2 separate regions of the Macaca mulatta genome follow, and region 2 is linked to region 1. A link is a contact called in public Hi-C data. All regions are on one chromosome and are shown on one strand. The core of a region is the stretch at or near the end of the contact, and the rest is flanking DNA. Distances in the headings are between cores, read along the strand shown.

The links. Hi-C and Micro-C count contacts between places; a contact is called where the count stands out from the background.
Region 2: a contact with region 1 is called in a Hi-C map of fetal cortex germinal zone, with 1.9 times the contacts expected there. The contact joins the promoter of JMJD7 here to the promoter of MAPKBP1 in region 1. A contact is called at or near these places in 6 of 14 Hi-C or Micro-C datasets (CD4 T cells, blood, fetal cortex germinal zone and 3 more).

Annotation. Positions count from the first base shown.
Region 1 is chr7:19,159,798-19,165,781 of T2T-MMU8v2.0, forward strand. MAPKBP1 (mitogen-activated protein kinase binding protein 1) reads left to right here and starts at 3,516. Exons shown (of 30, transcript XM_077939151.1): 1 at 3,516-3,642; 2 at 4,197-4,419.
Region 2 is chr7:19,213,463-19,219,446 of T2T-MMU8v2.0, forward strand. JMJD7 (jumonji domain containing 7) reads left to right here and starts at 3,507. Exons shown (of 9, transcript XR_013395522.1): 1 at 3,507-3,580. MAPKBP1 (mitogen-activated protein kinase binding protein 1) reads left to right here. Exons shown (of 30, transcript XM_077939151.1): 29 at 1-21; 30 at 656-2,779. The coding sequence ends at 883.

The sequences.
Region 1 (5,984 bases), core at 2,266-4,765:
TCCTGCCTCAGCCTCCCGACTAGCTGGGACTACAGGCGCCCGCCACCACGCCTGGCTAATTTTTTTGTATTTTTAGTAGAGACGGGGTTTAACCGTGTTAGCCAGGATGGTCTCAATCTCCTGATCTTGTGATCCGCCTGGCTCAGCCTCCCAAAGTGCTGGGATTACAGGCGTGAGCCTCCGTGCCCGGCCTACTAATGAAATTTTACATGGACACAAATATCTAGGTGCAGAGAAAATTAAGGCTAAGATACTCAGACTCACTGCCAGTTGGAGGAAAAAAATCAGTTAAAATGCATTTTTTTGGAATAGAGGGAAATAATTTGGTAAGTACAACTTTTTATTTGAGGCATAGCTAATATTACATGACTGAGCTGCTCTTACACATAAGTGTTGAGTAGAATAGTGATGGTAGTGCATTAAGAGGATGGGAAGACTATGGGATGAGTTGGAAATTTTGAGACAAATCTAAACTCTACTAATTTCTATTGTAAACTGCTGGTAGAAAAGATAATAGGAAAGCAGTCTTGGAAGTATGGTTTTGAGATCCATTCTGTTTCCAACTGCAATCATTGGTCTCAGCTGTTGCACAGTGCCTTGCATGTAAAGGTGCTCAATAAATATTTGAATTGATGAGCAAATGTTTAGCCTGTTTCCCAGGATCTTATAATTGTACCATATTTGCATGTTATGCCTAGGGTGAATTTTAAAATTTGATCTAATGAGTATAGTGCTAAACAGAACTATTTAACATCTATTCCCAGACATCTAGAATTTCAGAAGCTGGCAAACACTATGTATAGATGTTTAGGACATATAAAAGCAGAATAAAGTGTTAAATAGTGTATGGATGATGAAATACGAAGAGTTAACTGCATTTTGGAGGATTGGGATTGCAAGTAGAGTCTTGAGTCACTTAATGATGGGGATATGTTCTGAGAAATGCAGCTTGGGTGGTTTTGTTCTGCAAACATCATAGAGTAGACTGTACTTACACAAACCTAGATAGTGTCACTTAACCACACACTTAGGCTATGTTGCTCCTAGGCTACAAATCTGTACAGCATGTTACTGCACTGAATATCATAGGCAGTTTTAACACATGGTAAGTGTGTGTCTACACATAGGAAAGGTACAGTAAAAATATGGTATTATAATTTAATGGGATCATGTGGTCATTGAAATGTATACAATGGCTGTAAATCTGAGTGGAGAAAAGTGAATAATGCTTCTGTTCACATTAGACCTGGGACTGTTATTTTCTGAGGAATTCATGAAGAATGGGAATAGCCTATAGCCTATTTCTATATTGGTATCTCAAAGGCAGCATAGTACCTAGACAATAAAAGTTGGACTGAATTGTGAAGAATTAAAAATGTGTGGGCCGGGCGTGGTGGCTCACACCTGTAATCCCAGCATTTTGGGAGGCCAAGGCGGGCAGATCGTGAGCCGGAGATCGAGACCTCCTGGCCAACATGGTGAAACCCTGTCTTTACTAAAAATACAAAAATTAACTGGGCATGGTGGCGCGTGCCTGTAATCCCAGCTACTTGGGAGGCTGAGGCAGGAGAATGGCTTGAACCCGGGAGTCGGAGATTGCAGTGAGCTGAGATCACCACTGCACTCCAGCCTGGCGACAGAGTGAGGCTCTGTTTAAAAAAAAAAAAAAAAAAAGTGTGGCTTTGGCCTAAGACAGAAAGTACCCAGGTTTCAGACTTAAGAAATCCTCATTACACTGCTTTCAGTTGTTTTTCATGAAAGAAATGACCAATGATACTTCGTAAACCATTTACCTGGCCATGAGTGATTAGGTGAGAAAACCGTTAGTGGACACCAGAATGATCTGGAGAGGATTAGGGATGGCTCTTTGGGCACATTTTTACTCTAGTTTAATGCGTGGAGATGGCAGCTGCTGTGGTCTGCAGCATGCAAGTAAAGACACCAGGTGGCACCATTTATTAGCTTTTACTCCCATGGAGAGGTTGCATCATGTAACTAGCAAGAGGTTGAGGGAACCAACTATCTCTTGCATATTGTAGCTAATGGTTCTTGCCTTCCTCCAGACTTGGGAAATAAATGTGAAAATCGTATTTTATGTTTCATAATATTTGCAGTTGCATGGTTGAAGGGAAGAAGGGCACATGTTATTGCCAGTTGGCCTTCCAGGAGATGACATCCATCATCTCCATGTCAACTTGTGGGCTTTACAAATCTCATTTTTAGTATGTGGCTACAGTATACACAAGCACATATGTGCTTTGCCACTTGGCTGTACAAGGCTCACCATTGTACACAAGCAATGAGTTTAGGGGTTCTTCCCTCTTTATCACATGTCTTCTCCACAGGGCTGCAAAAGATCTGGGTAGGGTGAGACAGACAGACCAGTGTAGTATTCCCTTGGGTCCCTTGTCTTTGGCTTAGGCTTTTTCATAAGGTATAATAATTTCTTAGAGGTTCTTCCCTCTTGCAGACACATGTCATCTCCACAGGGATTCAAAAGATCTGGATAGGGTGAGACGGACACACCAGTGTACTATTCCCTTGGGGCCCAAGTCTCTGGGTTAGGCTTTTTCATAATTTCTTATGGTAGTAAGTGGAGAATACAGAGGAAATACATATTTCATGTAACATTTCCGTGTATTCCCTCTGCCTCCAACGACATGAGTTAGAAAAACTACCCCTCGATCTAGTATCAGCAAGCTCGACAGTGACCTCAGCAAGGAACAGCCCTAGAGAAAAGGATTCACAAGTAAATGGAACGAGGAAAGATCTGGAGCAACGAAGTGCTGCTGGTCAGCTTTAGCTGAGGAAGCACAATGGGACGTCGGAGGCTAAAGAAACCATGAAACCTGCAGTATTATTAACATAGCACATTCACTTGTCTTCTCTTGCCCCTGCACGCCCAAAGCTCTGTTCGAGGCCACCCTTTCCCCTTTCATAATGACCAATCAGGTTGCCCAGTGCAAAAACACTATTAAATTCTTAGCTATTAAATTGCGTTATTCAGAATAATCCTTTCCACGTTGAGTCTACGTGCCGGACTGGCTGCGAGCAGAAACTACTTCAGGCGCTTTAAATCTCAACACTTGTGGTCGCTGGCAGCAGAGCTCTTAGGCTGTAGCTCAGTCTTGTAATTCTGAGCTACGAGTTTCAGCTACGGTCCCTCGGGCCTATCAAATGGCAACCTTAACACTCTGGAGGCGTGGTTATCGTCTTGGGGCTCTGGGAAGTGCAGTTACATGGGGGACCAGGCCTGATAATACCATAAAAGGCTTGGTTCTCTGAATTCTGAAGCCATGTTCTGTTGACCTTCCTCTAAAAGCGGTACCCGCAATTGTGCGGATTCCGTGGTTCTCTAGTCCCAAGCCGTCTGCTTCCTGGGCCCTTTCGTTGGCTCCGCCCCCGTAAATCTTGCTCGTCCACTCTGGAAGCGCTCTCCTGACTACAGGCCGCGCCCCTCGCATCGGCTCCGCCCACCTGGCGCGCAGCTTGGCCCAGGCGGTAGTTCGCGTTTTGAGCCGATCGTGCCACCATAGCTCCTGCTGCTGCCTCTACCACTGCCGCTACAGCGGCGGAGCTGAAATTGCCGAACGCGATGCCCGAGGGCGCTGTGAGCGGGGTGGCCCTCGCTCGCCGAGGGTGGTGAGGCTGGCCCGAACGGGGGCGCTGACGAGTAGCAGGGGCCTCAGAGGCGGGTGAAAGATAAAGGTCCAAAGCCGCTGTGGAGGGTGGAGAGCGAGCTCTGGAGGATAGGGAGTGGGGGAGGGAGGCTCCCGCGGCAGAACGAGTTGTGGGCTGCGGCGAGCCCCGCCGCGCCGAGTCCCCACCGGCGCTAGCGCAGGTGTCCAGGCCTGCGGAAATCCCTGGTGGTCTCGGCGGCCTCCTCCGTTGGACTCTACAGTTGCCATGGGAGCAGTTGGGCATTAACGGGAACCAGATCGTCCACGAGACCAACTAGGGCCCATCCCATCCATCTCGCCAGTTAAACGCCTCTGGCGGGCGTGGGCCTGGCATTTCTTAGTGGCTTAGGATTTCCCCCCTTTTTCGTGAGCCTTTCCTTCCGACGTTGCAAGAAACTGTGCAGGGCTAGAAGGTGGGGGTGAGGAAAATGGTGAGAGCAATACCCAGAGGTAAAAACTGCAGACTTCGCTAGGCAGAAGGTAAGACACTGTTATACTTGGCTTCTGCCGTCTCAGGTCAGTGAGAGGGCATATTGGGAAGCCCTGTGGAGTGGGAAGACAGTGCCGCTGTTGAGACAAGACCCAGGACTGTGCCGGGGACTGTCCCAAGGGGTTTCTCGTCATAATGGCTGTGGAAGGGTCAACCATTACCAGCCGGATCAAGAATCTGTTGAGATCTCCATCCATCAAACTGCGCAGAAATAAGGCAGGAAACCGACGAGAGGACCTCAGCTCCAAGGTGAGTCCTGTTGGGAGCCACCTCTTTCCAAACCCACCCTCTCCTGCTCCATGTTCCTCGTTAACCTTCCTGTTTCTTGGTAAAGATAACTAGAAGCTCTTGTTTACTCTGAAGGATCACATGTGATCTGTGCAGGCAATTTAGGTTGAAGGAAAAAGCAGCAGGGGTGGGCATGCTGAGATTCATCCATAAGAAGAGGTGAATAGTAGGAAGGCCACCTGGGTTCAATTGAGGCCTCACTATACACTAAGCATGTGCTTGGGAAGCCAGTTGATATGCTATGACTCAGTTTCCCTTCTTGGGAAAGGACAGTAGGAACACATACCTTGTGAAGGGCTAAGGTGTGACTAATGTAGCTGCAGGTGTTAATGTAACAGCTGGGGTTATGTAAGACTGTAGTGGCAGAAAGAAATAGCTAAAACACCTAGTCAGAGTTACTGGCTTGGTAATTGCTCTTGCCTAGGGTCAAAACAAATTTTTTTTGGCCCTTCAAGAGGCTAACTGGAGCATCTTGGCTTCTTAGGAATGATAACATGCAAGAAGCCAGATATCTGTCAGCAAAAAGTTCTGGATGGCCCTTGAGCATTGCTTATCTCATTCACTATATGCCAAGGCTGCAGATGATCCTCAGAGGCAAAGTTCCTTTCCATCCCTTCACTTGTCTGGGTTTTGGTCCTTATGCTTTCTTCAACTAAATAAACCCCACAACTTTGGGAACCCAGAAGTAGACTACATTTGTTTAATCACTTGAGACCAGGGCTTTATTCCCACAGGATCAGATCAGATTTTGTGTCTTATTAGTAGCCTGTAAACACAATAGCCTTGTGAGGTACGAGGTTGTTACTGGGAGAGGCATTTGAGACCACAGCATTGTATTGCTTTGCCTGTATCTCTTCAGTGATGAGTAAATCCCATGAGGAATGATTTAGAATGCCACTGTACAACTGGCAGGGTTCTGGGAGGACTTAGTTCAGCCCTGTATTCATTAGCAGAACCTGGAGTAGGTTTGGTAAGAAGGTGAACAACTTTCCTGTATATTTCAGCAGAAGTTGTGTTGAATCACAGTTTGCTACAAGGTTTTGTGATCGGTGGACATTGTGACCCTTCCAAGGTCTCTTATTCATCATTGTTTCTATTCTCCTGAGGCAGGCAAATAAGCCTGAAATGTAGAAATTGTTTTAGATATGACTCTGTTCATTCTTAATACTGCAAGTGCTCTTATTCTTGGCTGGTAACTTGGCAGTGATCAGCACTGTTAGAACAATCTTCTCAAATCTTTGGCCTCTTTTTCTGGCCAGGAATGGTGTATGTAGTAGAAATGTATAATAAGAGTTTAGCCTTCATTGTTAATTCTTACTGTAATTTTGGTCTGGAATCCAGAAAGTATGTTGCCATTCTTTAAGACTTCCAATATCACCCATTATTAATGCATTTAACAAGTGTTTATTGAGTGCCTATTAAGTGTGCAATCAGTTATGGGTAAAACATTACCCTTGCCATCAAAGAGCTTATGGCTAGTCAGACATGTAAACAATTAAAACACAGTGTGGTTAAGTGCTGCTCTA
Region 2 (5,984 bases), core at 2,257-4,756, 54 kb after region 1:
GCCGTGCGGCTCTACCACTCGGTGGGTGTTAGGTGCCCCCCGGCAGGAGGGTGAGCACATCAGTAGTGCTGGGTGTTTCAGATAGCCATGTCCAGAATGGCATACTAAGGCTGTTCTGCTGACAGGGTGGAACACTCAAGAGCATCTTGGGCAGCATAGGTGAGGGGAGTAGAGGCCAGGCTAGCCTCTTGAACCAGGCACCTGCGGTCGTTTCTGGTTAAGAGCTGGAGACTTCCCTCAGGAGGTGAGGCCTGGAGAGACCACATCTCCTAGTTGGCTCAGGACAATCCCAGTTTATGTTGTCCCAGTGTAATTATTAATGGCATCCTTTTTCATATCCACGATTTGGCCCCCTTAGACATAGGGGATAGTCCAAGAAGGCCCAAACTTTGAAAGAGAAAGCAGATTCTGCCAGAGTTGTCATAAGGAGTTGTTTGTAAGATGTAGACGGTTCTGCAATCCGATGGGATCCACTTTGGGGGTCACCCCCAGAATCTGCCGCATCCCATGTCCCCTGGCCATACATGCTGATCTTGGCAGGTAGGGTTCCCAGCTAGTCCCTTCTTCTGAGGCAGGCTGGACCGAAGTGGGGCCTCTCCCTTTTGTATGTCTGCTGACAGGCTCCCCCACCTCACTTCTGGGGGTCCTGTTTCAGGTGGCTGGCTGCAAGATGCCCTCAGCAGAGCACAGTCGGATCGCCCAGCTCCTCAGAGACACCTTCTCTTCAGTGCGACAGGAGCTGGAAGCCCTGGCTGGGGCAGTGCCGTCCAGCCCAGGCGGCAGCCCTGGGGCTGTGGGAGCCGAGCAGACACAGGCCCTGCTGGAGCAATACTCGGAACTGTTGCTTCGAGCCGTGGAACGGCGCATGGAACGCAAACTCTGAGTTCCGGAAGCCTGTCCCAAGTGAATGAATGCCTCAGCGATTCCAAACTGCAGCCCCTCTGCCACTCACCAAAACCCACGGGGCTGTTTGGATTGGAAAGCAGGGAGCAGTGTTCAGAGGCAAAGCAGCCTTCCCAGCCGCTCCTCATAGGGCGCCTGTATTTATTAATTTATTTCCCTGACTGTTGCCTCACTTCCTTGGAACTCCTGCCTCCACAGCCCCTCCAGTGGCAGGGACAGGTCTTGGGTCTTTGTCATCTTGGTGCTGTGAGAGGTAGGAGGGCAGCTTGCCCCATCTCGGAATCTGGGAAGGGCTGGCCCTCTCTTAGAAGCCATTTGAAATTTCTGCAGGGATCAGCTCCCTGGGGTGGAGCATACACAGGGTACTCTGGGGTCGAGGTGAGGTGATGTGGTGTTCAGGGCCCTTCAGCCAACTGTGGGCCTTCACTTCTACCTCCACTTCCCCTCTCACACCAGCTGCACTCCCCTGGCTGCCAGAGCAGGGTGGTTTTCCCTAATACCTGGCAGCTCAGAAAGGCAGAGCCGTCAGGCCCTCCAGGGTGTCCCCAGCCATCAGGAGACTTGAATTGGTATTAGGACCTGAGCCCCCACATTCCACTCCTATTCTCCCTCCAAGAGGGGCCCAGCATTGTCTTTCCCTGTGACCCCTTTCTCTCCTGGCCAGAACTTTAGCCAGCTGTGGGATGTTGCTGCGGGACAGTAAGCCCTCACCTGGGCAAACATGAAGCTCTGGCCTCCTTTCCTCAGCCCCTTGTTCTTCCCTGTTCTCCAGCCTTGGACCCCAGCCGGCTGCTGGAGCCCAGAGGCCACCTTCTCCCTGCATCCTGAATGATGCTCAGTCAGAAGCCTGTGTTGGAACGTCCTTCGTTTACAGGGCGCTGGCCCACCTCCTGAGGACCTCGGCCACAGATGAGATCACACGCATGCATGTGCACACACGTACACACACACACACACACACACACACACACACACACCCCGCTACCTGCACAGCATGCAGTTGGGTGTTGGTTGCTAGAGTATCCGGCTGGCTGCTGTGTGCCTGGTTTGCTCACATCCTGCCTCAGCTTCACCACCCTGGCTTATGTGGAACACATATCAGGGAGCAGAAAAGGGGCACAGCACACTAAGTGAACCCAGATTCTGGATTCTTGGTGTCCACAGTCTGGCTGATAAGAGATGGCCCATAGGACACCTGGTTTAGGTAGAAGGAACCTCCTCAAAGGCAGTGCTGGGCACCCACGGGTGTGCTGGATGCTGTGAGAGGAGGGAGGTGCCAGGGCCAAAGGAGACACTAGAAAAGTGGTAGATGGGACAGATAAGTGGCAGAGGTGAGGGGATAGGTTACAATGTAAAAGGGCAGTAATTAGGTGTGAGGGGAAGGAGATAGGGGAGCATAGGAGGTAGAGTGGGACCAAGTTGTGAGGCTGTTAAAGAGTTGAGGAAAGGTGTCTGTGGGCCTTGCTGCTCCCCTCTGCTCCAGGTAAGTCAGAGCAGCTTTACCACAGCTTCAGGCCACAAGAGCCCCTTCACCCGCGCTGCTGTGCGGTAGGCAGAAGCTTATAAAGAAATGGGTTCTGGACCAGGTGTGATGGCCCAGGCCTGTAATCCCAGCACTTTCGGAGGCCAAGGCCGGCAGATCACGAGGTCAGGTGATAGAGACAGCCTGGCCAACATGGTGAAACCCTGTCTCTACTAAAAATGCAGAACTTAGCTGGGCCTGGTGGCATGCGCCTGTAATCCCAGCTACTTGGGTGGCTGAGGCAGGAGAATCACTTGAATCCTGGAGGTGGAGGTTGCAGTGAGCCGAGATCGCGCCATTGCACTCCAGCCTGGGTGACAAAGAGAGACGCCATCTCAAAAAAAAAAAAAGAAATGGGTTCCGAAGGGTGCCCAGCTCCGAGACATCAGCCTGAGTGCGCTTGAGCTGCTCCAAACCTGGCCATTCCCCATTCCTCTAGCACCGCCACCCGCATGGCCCCGGAACTCCCGCTGCGCGCCGACCTCCCACACCAGCCGTGCCCACCGCAGGTGGGACTCAGGTTCGCCCTCTGGGCCAGGTCCTTCACGAGGAGGGAGCTTCCCTCCGCCTGATGTTTGTGAGAACGTGGCCGCCCTTTTCCTGCCCTCTGCCCCATGTGGGTGAGGGGCGTCGTGGCCTGGCCGGCGCCCCGTCCCCTTCTGCATGTCTGAGGCCACCGGCAACCGCCGCCCAACTCCAGATTCGCCCCCGCCCAGTTTTGAAAGCCCCTTATTTATAACTTTTCTACTTTGTGCAGGTCGCGGCGCTTCCCGCCGCCTGTTCGGCTGCACGGGGCGGGGGGCTGTTTTTAACGTGCCCGTTTGTACTGATGTATGAACTTGTCAATAAACACAATTGTTTGTTAATCCTGGGATGCCGGCCAGTGGGTGGGGCAGGCGGAAGCAGGCGCCGCTGCTCGCTCCACCGCTTCGGTGGCGGAACCGGCTGTGCTACCAGGGCAGGACGGGGCGGGGTGCTGGGGGTGTGGCCTGCGGCGGGGGCCTCGGGAAGGGCGGGGCGAGGGTCTGGGGGGTGTGGCCTGCGGCGGGACGTCGGGTTGAGGCGGGGTCTCGGCCAGCTCAGACGCAGCCATGGCGGAGGCGGCTTTGGACGCCGTGAGGAGGGAGTTACGAGAATTCCCGGCCGCTGCAAGGGGTGAGTGGGCTCTGCCAGAGGCTGCGGCGATCTCCGAACATGGGAGGGGCCCTGGGATGCCGCTGACACCGGGGGCTCGGAACCTCGCGTGTGCGACTGGCCTAAGGCCCCGCTCGGGTTGCTCTTCTGTTACAACCCGCTTCCCTCCCCGAGTGTTCGCGCACTCCCGCGGCTTCCTGGGTGACTGTTCATGTCATTCCCGAGGCCCGGTGCCGTCTTGACCGTGGTCGTGACGAAGCCCTGTGTTTCCCACAGTCTTGAGGAATTTGCTGGTACCCTTGTTGAAAGCGCATCAAAGGCACACAGGTGGTGGCCGGATTTCTCCCCCACGTGCCCCACCTCCGGCCCCAACTCCCCTCTCCCACTTTGGGAGGACTGCAGGCTGACCAAATGGTCCCTGGCTCTTCCCCTGCTGAGTTTTTATTCCTTTTCTTTCTTCCTCTCTTCTCTCCTTTTTTCTATTTTTAAATGATTTCTTCCCACTGAACAGCAACACAGGCACATGTATATGTGATGGGTATGTAATATATAATGGTATGCAATGTAAATGAAGCAAGGTTCCCTCCCAGCCCCAGTTTGCATTCTTCCAGAAAGATTGTTTATATCCGTGCACACATGACTTTTTACACTTTTTTTGTACAAATAGTAGCCTGCTAAACATACTCTTCTGCACCGTGTATCTTGGAGATCATTTCACATTCCTCTACCTCAGTCTTTTTCACTTACTCATTTAGGTCATGTCCAATCTGTTGTTTTCAATAATGCTGCAACGAATGCTTTGAGTATTGATTTAACGAATACTTATTCAGCATCTCTGTGTGCCAGGTTCTGTTCACTGTGTTTGAGATACATCACTGAACAAAACAAATCTCTCTCCTTTACATTCTGTGCCCTGTTACATTCTAAGTGAGAAGGTGGACAGTTAATCACAGGTGTACTGAATGAGTAAGTTGTAGAGTAGAAGTAGGTTAGAAGGCAAGTGCAGGCAAAGCCCTTGGTGGGAGTGTGCCCGATGTGTTCAGGAAACAGTGAAGAAGCCAGTCTGCAGGAGCAGGGTCTTTGTGTGAGTATTTTTATTGGTTAAATTCTTTATATATATATTTTTTGAGACAGGGTCTTACTCTGTCAGCCAAGCTGGAGTGCAGTGGCACAATCATAGCTCGCTGCACCTCGACCTCCCAGGTTCAAGAGATCCTCCTGCTTCAGCGCCTGGGAGTAGCTGAGGCTATAGGCATGCACCACCATGCCTGGCTAATTTTTTTGAATTTTAGTAGAGACCAGGTGGTCTCAAATTCCTAGGCTCAAGCAATCCTTCCACCTCGGAATTCCAAAGTTTCGGAACACCGTGGAACGCATAAGCTGCTGCTCCCAGCCTTGTTAGTTAAATTCTTAGTAGAGTTATGGGGTCAAAGGAATTGTTTGGATCCCTTTTGAAATTTTCTCACTTTGAAGCCCCAGGAGAGAAAAGCAGCCATTCTCTAAAAATGGTGAGCAAGTAAAACAAATCCCTAATTGCAGAAGTCCAAAGGGTGAAAAAATGGCAGTTTCCACGTATTTCCAGAATCCCAGGCTGTGTTCAGTACTCACGCCTGTAATCTTAGCACTTCAGGAGGCCAAAGTGATGTAGCAGGATGAGCCGCAGACAAAACTCCTCAGACACCGGATTAAAGAAAGAGGTTTTTTATTCGGCCGGGAGCATCGGCAGACTCATGTCTTAAGAACCGAGCTCCTTGAAAAAGAAATACTTGGCCTTTTTAAAGGCTTACAACTTTAAGGGGTCCACGTGAAAGGGTCGTGATAAACTGAGCAAGCGTGGGAAACGTGACTGGGGCCGACATGCATCAGCTAACAGAACAGAAAGTTTTACAATGCTTTTTTCATACAGTGTCTGGAATTTACAGATAACACAAGTAGTTTAGGCCAGGGGTTGATGTTATTATTACTTTGTTTAACTCCTAGGGCCGGGTGGTGGTGCCAAGGTTGTCTGGCTATTTATCTTACTTTTGTTTCTTTCTCTCTTTTCTCCTGTCTTGTGAACTAGGCAAGGTGGGGGTAGGAAGGCAGCAGAATAGTAGTGGTCTCCTTCCTTAGTGAGAGGATCTCTTGAGGCCAGGAGTTCAAGACCAGCCTGGGCAACATAGTGAGACACCATCATGTGTGGTGGCATGTGCCTGTAGTCCCACCTGTTCAGGAGGCTGAGGCAAGAGGATTGCTTGAGTCTGGTAGTTCTGATGACAGTGGCGGCAGTCGAGTGGATGCTGTCATCATGCTGGCTGCAGTGGGGAGGCACGAGTCGGGCAGCAGAAGCGGCTCTGGGAGTGGCAGTGGTAGTAGTGAGTCCCCTGTTCCCTGCATCCCTGAGGCAGCCGACTGCACCACCCCCACCCTCACACAGCTGGGCGGG